Linked DNA regions of Mus musculus: regions 1 and 3 are each linked to region 2. Evidence: chromatin contacts called from public promoter capture Hi-C data. All regions are on one chromosome and are shown on one strand. Each heading gives the region's core, a stretch centred on a gene start, on an enhancer-like site or on the middle of the called end of the contact. The rest is flanking DNA. Distances are from core to core; before and after follow the strand shown. Region 1 holds the start of Aif1l (allograft inflammatory factor 1-like). Region 2 holds the start of Urm1 (ubiquitin related modifier 1). Region 3 holds the start of Ptges2 (prostaglandin E synthase 2).

What was found. Capture Hi-C pulls out chosen DNA fragments and counts their contacts.
Region 1: a contact with region 2 is called in a promoter capture Hi-C map of pancreatic islet. The contact joins the promoter of Aif1l here to the promoter of Urm1 in region 2. A contact is called at or near these places in 1 of 39 promoter capture datasets (liver) and 1 of 9 other capture datasets (pancreatic islet).
Region 3: a promoter capture Hi-C map of pancreatic islet shows a contact between it and region 2. The contact joins the promoter of Ptges2 here to the promoter of Urm1 in region 2. A contact is called at or near these places in 2 of 39 promoter capture datasets (liver and pre-B cells) and 2 of 9 other capture datasets (liver and pancreatic islet).

The regions. Positions count from the first base shown.
Region 1 is chr2:31,948,793-31,951,763 of GRCm38.p6, reverse strand. It overlaps Aif1l (allograft inflammatory factor 1-like), which reads right to left and starts at 1,461. Exons shown (of 6, transcript NM_145144.1): 1 at 1,383-1,461; 2 at 1,174-1,235. The coding sequence starts at 1,413. It overlaps Lamc3 (laminin gamma 3), which reads right to left. Exons shown (of 28, transcript NM_011836.4): 28 at 2,681-2,971.
Region 2 is chr2:29,825,827-29,828,775 of GRCm38.p6, reverse strand. Urm1 (ubiquitin related modifier 1) reads right to left here and starts at 1,387. Exons shown (of 5, transcript NM_026615.4): 1 at 1,341-1,387. The coding sequence starts at 1,375.
Region 3 is chr2:32,394,573-32,397,334 of GRCm38.p6, reverse strand. It overlaps Ptges2 (prostaglandin E synthase 2), which reads right to left and starts at 1,445. Exons shown (of 7, transcript NM_133783.2): 1 at 785-1,445. The coding sequence starts at 1,060.

The sequences.
Region 1 (2,971 bases), core at 212-2,711, 2.1 Mb before region 2:
AAGAGGCCCCAGAGCCCTACAGGGACTCCTGGAGCTGGTGGACGGGAAGAGACACCTATCTGGGTCTAGACAGTCCATGGAAATAAAGGAATTAGGTCGAAACACTTCAACAGGACCACAGCCCTGGCATCTCCAACGACCTCCAGTTACCTCTAGTGTGCTAACCCTACCAGCTAGCTCCTCGACAGGGGCCTGGAGTTTGTCACTCTGGGTGTCCAGGGACCAAAGGGGCAAATAAGAAGAAATGCCTCCCCTTATATCAATTGGCATACCTCAGCCCCAATGTACTAATAACTCTAGGGTAGAGTGTCTAGCATGGAGAAAATCTTAAGTTCAGTCTCCACTGTAGAGGAAAAGAGAGAGAGAGAAAGAGAGAGAGAGAGAGAGAGAGAGAGAGAGAGAGAGAGAGAGAGAGAGAGAAACTAACTTCGCGGGCTGTCTCCCTAGCGCTGGACCCCAGAAGATGTAGGCTCCTTACTTTCCTGAGCCCACAAAGTGACCCTGCAGGAAGCGAGAAGCTCTTACTGAGACACCAGTCACATCTGAACACAGATCCTGGGAACCCTAAAGCCTCAGGCTGTGCCACCTCTGTGCTTTGCCAATCCAGGAGGCCCTGACACCGTTTCTTATCTCCTGGGATCTACACGCTCAGTAGCAAACGTACGGAGCTGCTATTGTGTCTCTGGCAGCAGCGGAAGGATTTCTTTCTAGAACTTCCCCAGGACCAGGACCAGCATAGAAGAAAAAAACAGTCCCTTGGGCAACTTTTCTAAAAGCTGGTGCAAAGAGCTGTGTGTTAGAGTTGGAGGTGGGAGGCAACAAGGAAATGCCAGCATTAGCCAGCTCCTAGTGTTAAGTTCTGCGGGTCTATGGAGACAGCACTGGCCCTGGGGTCTCTCCTGGCGCCAAACCCCTTAGGTGGTCCCCAGCCGGCTCCCTCACCCGCCCCACCTCCCTGGTCGAGAGTTACAACTTGCAACTGGAGACGCCAGGCAGAGAACTAAGGGGTGGAATGGACTTACCTGGAGTTGGAGGCCACACAGCAGGGGCCAGGGATGCAATTGCAGAAGGCCAGGGGTAGGGGAGGAAGGGGCTGATTTTGTCTGGGGGGAAGGGGTGGCACAGTGCGGCACATGGGACCCACACGCTGTCCCACACAGTGACGCGGCTTACCCGATTGATCTCCTCGAGCCTCTTCTCCTGCCGGGCTTTGAGCAAACCGAACGCCTTCCCTCCTGCGGGAGACAAAGAGTCGGCGGGGAAGCTAGGGTACCAACCGGGCCACGCGCCCCCTCCGAGTTCCCGCGCGCGCCGCACAGCGCACACAGGTGGCGACCCAGGGACGTCCGGCGCGGGATAGCGCGGGGACAGCAGGCGCCTACCTTGGAACCTGTTGCTGAGTGCGACCGACATGGTATGAGCCCGACTCCGGACAAGGCCAGGGACAACAGGGAGGAAAAGTCGTCTGGTCCAGACCTTCGGCAGCGTGTGGCGACGGGACCCAGGGGCGGAGGGACCTCGCGGCCGGACACACCCCGCCCCTCCGGCGGCCCGCCTCCTGCCCCCCTCCCCGCTGCCGCGCGCACCCGGGGCATCAAAGCCCGCTGTTTAGCCGGACGCTTAGCCCGCCGCCGCCCCTCTGCTGGAGGACGCGGAAAATGCAAGATGGGAACGCCCTCTTTCCCCATCACCAGAAGAGACAATATCACATCTCACTAAGAACTTTGCAGAGCTGGTTGTGAAGATCAAGTGCCAATAGAGGCTGTCACCTCACTGTCACCTTTGCCCGGCAGTGCCACGATAACACCGATATTTTAGATAAATACGTGTGTTGGTGCAAATACGGTGTACCTGACACTTGGTCTTTGTGTGTCATTTCCCCTAACTACAAAGTAGTACCGGTATGCCTACTAGATAGAAAAGTCTGGAAGCTGAAGCTGGGACACGAGTCCTCTAGGGTGGTAAAGAAGCAGCCTGTGACTTGAGGAGAAGCCAGGGTGGGCATGCAAGAACTAGGAACTTGTAAAGAAAGAGATCATGAATTCCAGTGTCCAACCTGAACAGACTAGAGACCCTTTCTAGAGACAGGGTCTCCCTCCATTGTTACATTGTGGACACAGGCACAGATCAGGATTGCCCTAACCATGGGATCCAGGAATCCCTGTTCCCCTGACTTATTTCAAGTCTACACTCCTTAGATTGGGATCCTGGGACCAGCTGACTGTGGGGACGGGTAGCCAAGCTCACACAGGGGAGTCCAGTGGTCCAGATAGAATGCTATGGGGCTAATGGGAGGAAAGATGCTTGCGAGGCAGGGCTCCTGCTCTTAGGTTCCTCCCACTATGCATTCATTCATTCATCTGAAGCTGGGCACTTGACACAAGCTCCCTAAGCAGCAGAATAGGAGAAACAGGAGCAGGGACTGCACTGTAGAAGGTAGGCCCACAAGGGCTTGGGAGTTCAAAGCCTGCATGGTCGTGTTCCCTCTGAAAGCTCGGGCAGGAACTGGACTCAGAACAGGGCCCTATTGCTCTGGTCACAGGCTGCCCATGGTCCCAGCTAGCTGGGTTAGCTGTTGTTGTGTGACCAACTTTTCCTGAGGAGATACAACACACACGTTTACTCACCCCAGTTTAGGAACCCACGAGAGATCCAATTACAGATATCACCCAAGTCCAGCTTGGTGACCCAGTAAGCTTTATTAGGGTTATTTACAAGAATATGGGTGAAGAGTTAACTTACAGAAACAGAAATGACTCACAGACAGCTGTGTTGCCAAAGTCCACCCCCTAGCATGGATGACAGCTCACAAAACTGGGAACCTGGAGCCCGCCGCATGGTCTACAGACAGTGTGACAGGTTGGATGGAGAGTCTCCTTTCCCGGGGCATCAGTTAGTCTAACCAGCAGGCAACTCTACTTGTCTAAGAGTCTTCTTGCAGCTGGGTTCTGCTGAGGCCGGCAGGAAGGGG
Region 2 (2,949 bases), core at 138-2,637:
GAAGAGGTAAAGCAGTCAGGAAGCCAGACCAACCTAATTGGATCCAAGCAGCAAGACAATATCATCAATTAAACTGCACTTAACATTCATGAGACTACTCCCTTCCAAGGGACAGAAATGCTGAACACTGCAGGGACTAGACAGAGTGCTATTTATCTTTGTATCCTTGGTGTCTGGCTCACTGCCTGGCACATGGTAGGCACTCAATAAATGACTGGTGAATGAACTGCCTAGTGAAGGGACAACATGAAAGGAATGGGGGGCATCCAAGGCGAAGAAAGGCATTTGGAAGGAATTTTACATCTCTCTCTACCCTTGAGTTTCCCTTCACTTCAACCTTGGCTTCTTCATCTACACACACACACACAAACACACACACACCCCTAGCTTTTCCATAAGATTCTAGAAACCAACCACCCATCTCTAGAAGCCTCAGTTCTTTGTTCTCAGCTTCCGAAGAAGTCTGTCTTCTGCAGGTTTTGAAACCATGACAAGCATTCTGTGTGTTGGAAGAACACAATGGTGATTTGAGACAATCTTCACTTTTCCCCGTGTTCCTTCAAGTAGTGATGTGTACCCGGATTCTGAACCTTTTCACAGTAAGGATAATATACTACCAATGTTAGTCACTCCCTCCGTGGCAGCTTATTTACCCCGGTAGCTCCTCTGGACTCTGCAGAAGACACTTACCAAACTACTTTGCAAAAGATTAAAATCTAATTAAAACTCCAAGGTATGCCGGGCGGTGGTGGCCCACGCCTTTAATCCCAGGACTTGGGAGGCAGAGACAGGCGGATTTCTGTGTTCGAGGTCAGCCTGATCTACAGAGTGAGTTCCAGGACAGCCAAACAGAGAGGACCCCTGTCTCGAAAACACACACACACACACACACACACACAAGGTTTGAGAAAGAGGAAGGTCCTGTCTTGGCCAAGACTTCCCCTAGGAAGGCACTAGGCGGGAAGACAGAACTGAGATTATTCAGCAGGGTTCGTCTCTACTCGTGCGCTCCCCTTAGAAGCTCAAAAACCAGACAAGGCGAGTCGGGCTCGGAATGGCACGGGTGAAACATGCCGGAAGACCGCCTGCTCACTGTCAATGCCTCCCAGTCCTACATGATACAGAGCAAGGCGAAGGATTCCAAACGCATCTCCCTACCCGTGTGTGCGCCTCAACTCTCGGACTCACGGCCTCGTCACCCACAGAGACCGCGTCAGTCAGAGGCCAGGGGATTATCCCGGCTCTCGGAGGGCGACACAGCCTCGGCAGGCCAAGAGAGGTCCGGAATTCCGAGCCTTATGGCTTCGCTCCATCCCCAAGGCGCCCCAGATCTCACTCACCCGAACTCCACCTTCACACATAAGGGCGCCGCCATGTTTAGGAAACCAAACTAGCAGGACACGCCCTTTAACTTCCGGAGCGCCCGTTTATTTCCGGTCGCCACCAGGAAGCGTAAACGGAAGAGGCGGTACGGGGTGGGGCGAAATCCGTTCGTTACTGCTCAGCTATTGGACGAAGGCACCCGCTCAGTGGGCTGCGGAATTGATTGTCTACATTATTTGCGGACCTGGCCAAAAAAAAAAAAAAAAAAACCGAGCAGGAAGGGACTTCCTGAAGAAAGACGTCTAAGGGGAAATTCATCAGCATCCGATGACATGATTGTGAGCCACGTACTGTTGATCTTTCATTGGCTACAAATCTGTTTTTAAGCCACGCATGGTGGCACACGCCGTTAATCCTAGCCCTCAGAAAGGCAGAGACGGTGGATTATGTGAGTGCCAGGCCAGCCTGATCTACGTAGGGAATTACAGGACACCCAGGGTTCAAAAACAAAACAAAACCAAAAACAACAAAGAACCCACAAACAAGAACCCTGTCAACCCAGCTAACATCGCTTAAGGGAGTAAAACGAGGTAACTCCAAATTCTTGTTTCTGACCCTGTTGTCTCTCTCCGGAGCTGCCATCTTACTATGCAAACATCTGTGTCAGATGATGAATTGTATGTCTTCTACTCCACGGTTACTGAGTTAACAATGTGTCTGGCAGATTGGTCCTGTGGAGAGTCAGTAATAACGGCTGTAACTGAAGTTCTTGTCTCTAGGTCTCTCCGTGTAGCAGGGAGACGGGGAGACAGCCGTAATCAAATGTACAAACCATGCTAATAAATGTGAAATCCTAAACTGAAATAAATTTTCCGATGTTAGAAAATTAGAATTATAGAGATTTGTGAAAAAAACGCTAGGGCTGTGGAGATGGCTCATCTGATAAAGTACTTGCTGGGCAAGTGTAAAGATCAAAGATAAGATCCCCAACCCAAGTGAAATGATGGTTAGCATGGCAATACCAGAGCTAGGGAGGTGACGATGGCTTCCTCAGGGCAAGCTGGCAACCTACACTAGCCAATGAGCAAGCTCTGAGTTCCAGAAAGACCCTGCCTCAATACATAAAATAGTGGACTACAGAGATGGCCCAGAGGTTAATAGCACTAGCTACTATTCTAGAGAACCCAGGGTTGGTTCCCAGCACCCACATGGCAGTCCTCAACTTTAACTCCAGTTCCAGTTACATATATTCAGGCAAAAACCAGTACACTGAACCGGATGGTGGTGGCACATGCCTTAAATCCCAGCACTTGGGAGGCAGAGGCAGATGGATTTCTGAGTTCGAGGCCAGCCTAGTCTACAAAGTGAGTTCCAGGACAGCCAGGGTTACACAGAGAAACCCTGTCTAGAAAAACAAACAAAAAACAAAAACAGTACACTGAAAAATATAAATCATATATATATTGGAGAATGATGATTTAGGAATACACCCACATCCACAAACATGAAGAAAAAAAAAGATAAGAAAAATGTCAACTGGAGATGTAGCCCAATGGTACAGTGCTTGCACCTGCTCAAGGGTCTGGGTTTGGTCACAGTACCAGGTGGTATACATATGAGAAATAC
Region 3 (2,762 bases), core at 196-2,695, 2.6 Mb before region 2:
TCTAACACTGTGTGTGTGTGGGGGGGGGGGGGGGTCCCTGCGCCCCTTCGAGCGAGTTCATCTTTCTCCTGTCCCAAAGGGGACAGAAGACAGTCCTAGGGTGTGTCTTCCTCCAGCTTAATAGTCCTTAAGGTCTCCTCCACTCCCACCCCTTACCCCTAACTTCTCCAACTCTTTCTGAGTAACTGGCAGAGCTGACCAACTGGCCAGGCAGCACTGGCCAGAAGTGAGATCTACCTCAGATCTCCAAACGAAGAGGGAGGAGGCTGCATTTAGCTCCTCTGCAGGGAAGCCTTCAGGTGAGCTTGCTACAATTGCAGCCCCCCTCCCCTCAGTCTTCAGATGGAAATCGGTTGGGCAGAGAAGAGAGCAGTGAACCGCAGGGACTCCGCGCCAGTTCCAGTTCCTGGGTGCAGGAAAGGAGCATGGGAGGCAGGGCGGAGAAGGGCTAAAGACTGCAACTCATGAAAGGTCTACAGGGCTGCCGAGCCACGGTGGGCTGGAGCACGCCTCCAGTTCTGAGTCTGAAGTCAGGGTCACTCGTTCCATAAAGATTACTCCCGGTGCCACACACACGCCCCTAAATCACAATACAGACCATGGCATGCGATACATACAGCTCTAAGTCGTGGGCGATAGCACCACCCTCCTCGCACTCTTAAGGCCAAGACACTCGCCCAAGGTCACAAGCGGGCGAAAGAGGCCTCTCCTGACCCTGCGGCTTCTCAGCAGTTCGGGGCTAATCCCGGCTCCCCGTCAGCAGTCCGTGCCAGCCAAGTCTTACCTGCGCAGCCGAGCGCTCCGCGCGGAGGTCCTGGGAACGCTGGTGCCACCGCACGGTGTGGTACAGCCCCAGCGCGCCGCCCAGGGCCAGCGCCGCCGCCCCCAGCAACCGCGGGCTCCCCTTGCGGACCGCGGCGCCCCGGCTTCCGGCAGCCACCCTGGTGAAGCCAGCCCGGCTCTGTGCCGAGAGCGGCTGCCAGGGTCGTGTGAGCAGCCCCTCAGTCAGGGCGCACCGGCTAGAGACAAGCACCCACGAAAGGCGCGCCGCCTGGGCCATGTTCGCTCTGCCGGCGCTGCGGGCGAGCGCGCAAAACCAAAATGGCCCAACCAGGGCGGCTCTAGGATTCCTTAAAGGGACAGTACCGGGCCTGCGTGTTGCCTAGGGTAACGATGACGCCAAGTAGGACCAGAGTCCTTGAGGGATCTGAGAGCGCATGCCTGTCTGAGAGGCAGAAGCACACCCCAGGGGCTTAGGAAGTGGCTTGGCGTCGCTGTCTTCTGAGGGTACAATGATGACCTGTAACTCGTGGTCGGGCGTTTCCACATCGTGCATCTACGATGGCAGGGAGAACATTGGTCTTCCGACCCATTCACTCCCCAGAAAAGGTCCGACGCGGTCTCCAGTGGGTGGCTGCATTGTCTCAGACTCTCTCTGCCCTCCCGCAATGCTGTACTCTGCTGCTATGATGCGAACCATAAACTTTTCTCAAATCCAGCGGGGGGCCTTGGAAACCACGTGTCGCGGAAATGGCCCACGCTAAGTGGCCGGCTTGGCAGCCCGAAGACCTCTCAGGCCTGAATGGGAATGAGCGAAGGTTCCCAGGACACCCCAGGCCTTTGCGAATTTACTTGTCTTAACGGAGCGCCCGACCTCCACTGCCTAGGCTTCTCCGCGGACAGCCCTGACTTGACCCCGCCCCGAAGCCGAAAGAGGGCGGGGCCTTATAGTGGGCGTGGAATCGAGAGGGAGAGGTGGGGTTCCTTGGCGAGCGGGTATGGAGTTGTAGGGGAATGGCTGTTCCAGAGTCTGATCTGGGTACGATCCACCGCCTTCGCTTTCTCCCGGGCCTGGCAGCGCCAGAGCCCACAATACCCAGACGCATCTGGAACCTGCGCATGCAGGCCTAGGAGAGCGAAAAAGGCTAGGTGGCCCCAACGTATTTTTCTGTGAAAACCTAGCTGGGAAGAGAAAAATGGGCTTAAAAGGCACGGAGGATTCCAGCTCAAACACAGCCTTCTAAGTAGGGCAGGAGTTGTCCCGGAACAGTCCTGGGGCTAGCCAGAACGGCATCCTGGAACAAATGCCTGAAACCTGTACTAGAGAACAGTACCTACCAATCTTATTATACTGTTGGGGAAAATGAGGCTGTTGAAGCCCCCAAACTGAACAAAACTTCAGAAAGGTGGCGCTGCAGCCTGGGCTGAGAGGCCCCACTGCCTGTCACACTTCTCGGTTTCTGATAAGTTCACCTCCCCTCCTCACCTACGTCTCCTGTCTCCCTATGACTTCTGATCCTAGTGTGCTTCAACCAAGGACCCAGCAAATAAGGACGGTTTTCCCTCGTGGCCAGGGAAAACTATCCCCAATGTAACCACATTAGGATATCTGTGGCCCTCAAAATCTATAAACTGAAACTAAGGAGTGGAGTGATCATAATAATAATTGAGTCATTTAGGAAATGATTAGATCAGTTTGCAAGAATGGAATGGGTGCCGGGCGTGGTGGCACACGCCTTTAATCCCAGCACTTGGGAGGCAGAGGCAGGCAGATTTCTGAGTTCGAGGCCAGCCTGGTCTACAAAGTGAGTTCCAGGACAGCCAGAGCTATATAGAGAAACCCTGTCTCGAAAAAAAAAAAAAAAAAAAAAAAAAGAATGGAATGGGTGCCAGGCATGGTGGTGCACGCCCTTAATCCCAGCACTTGGGAGGCAGAGACAGGTGGATTTCTGAGTTCGAGGCCAGCTTGGTCTACAGAGTGA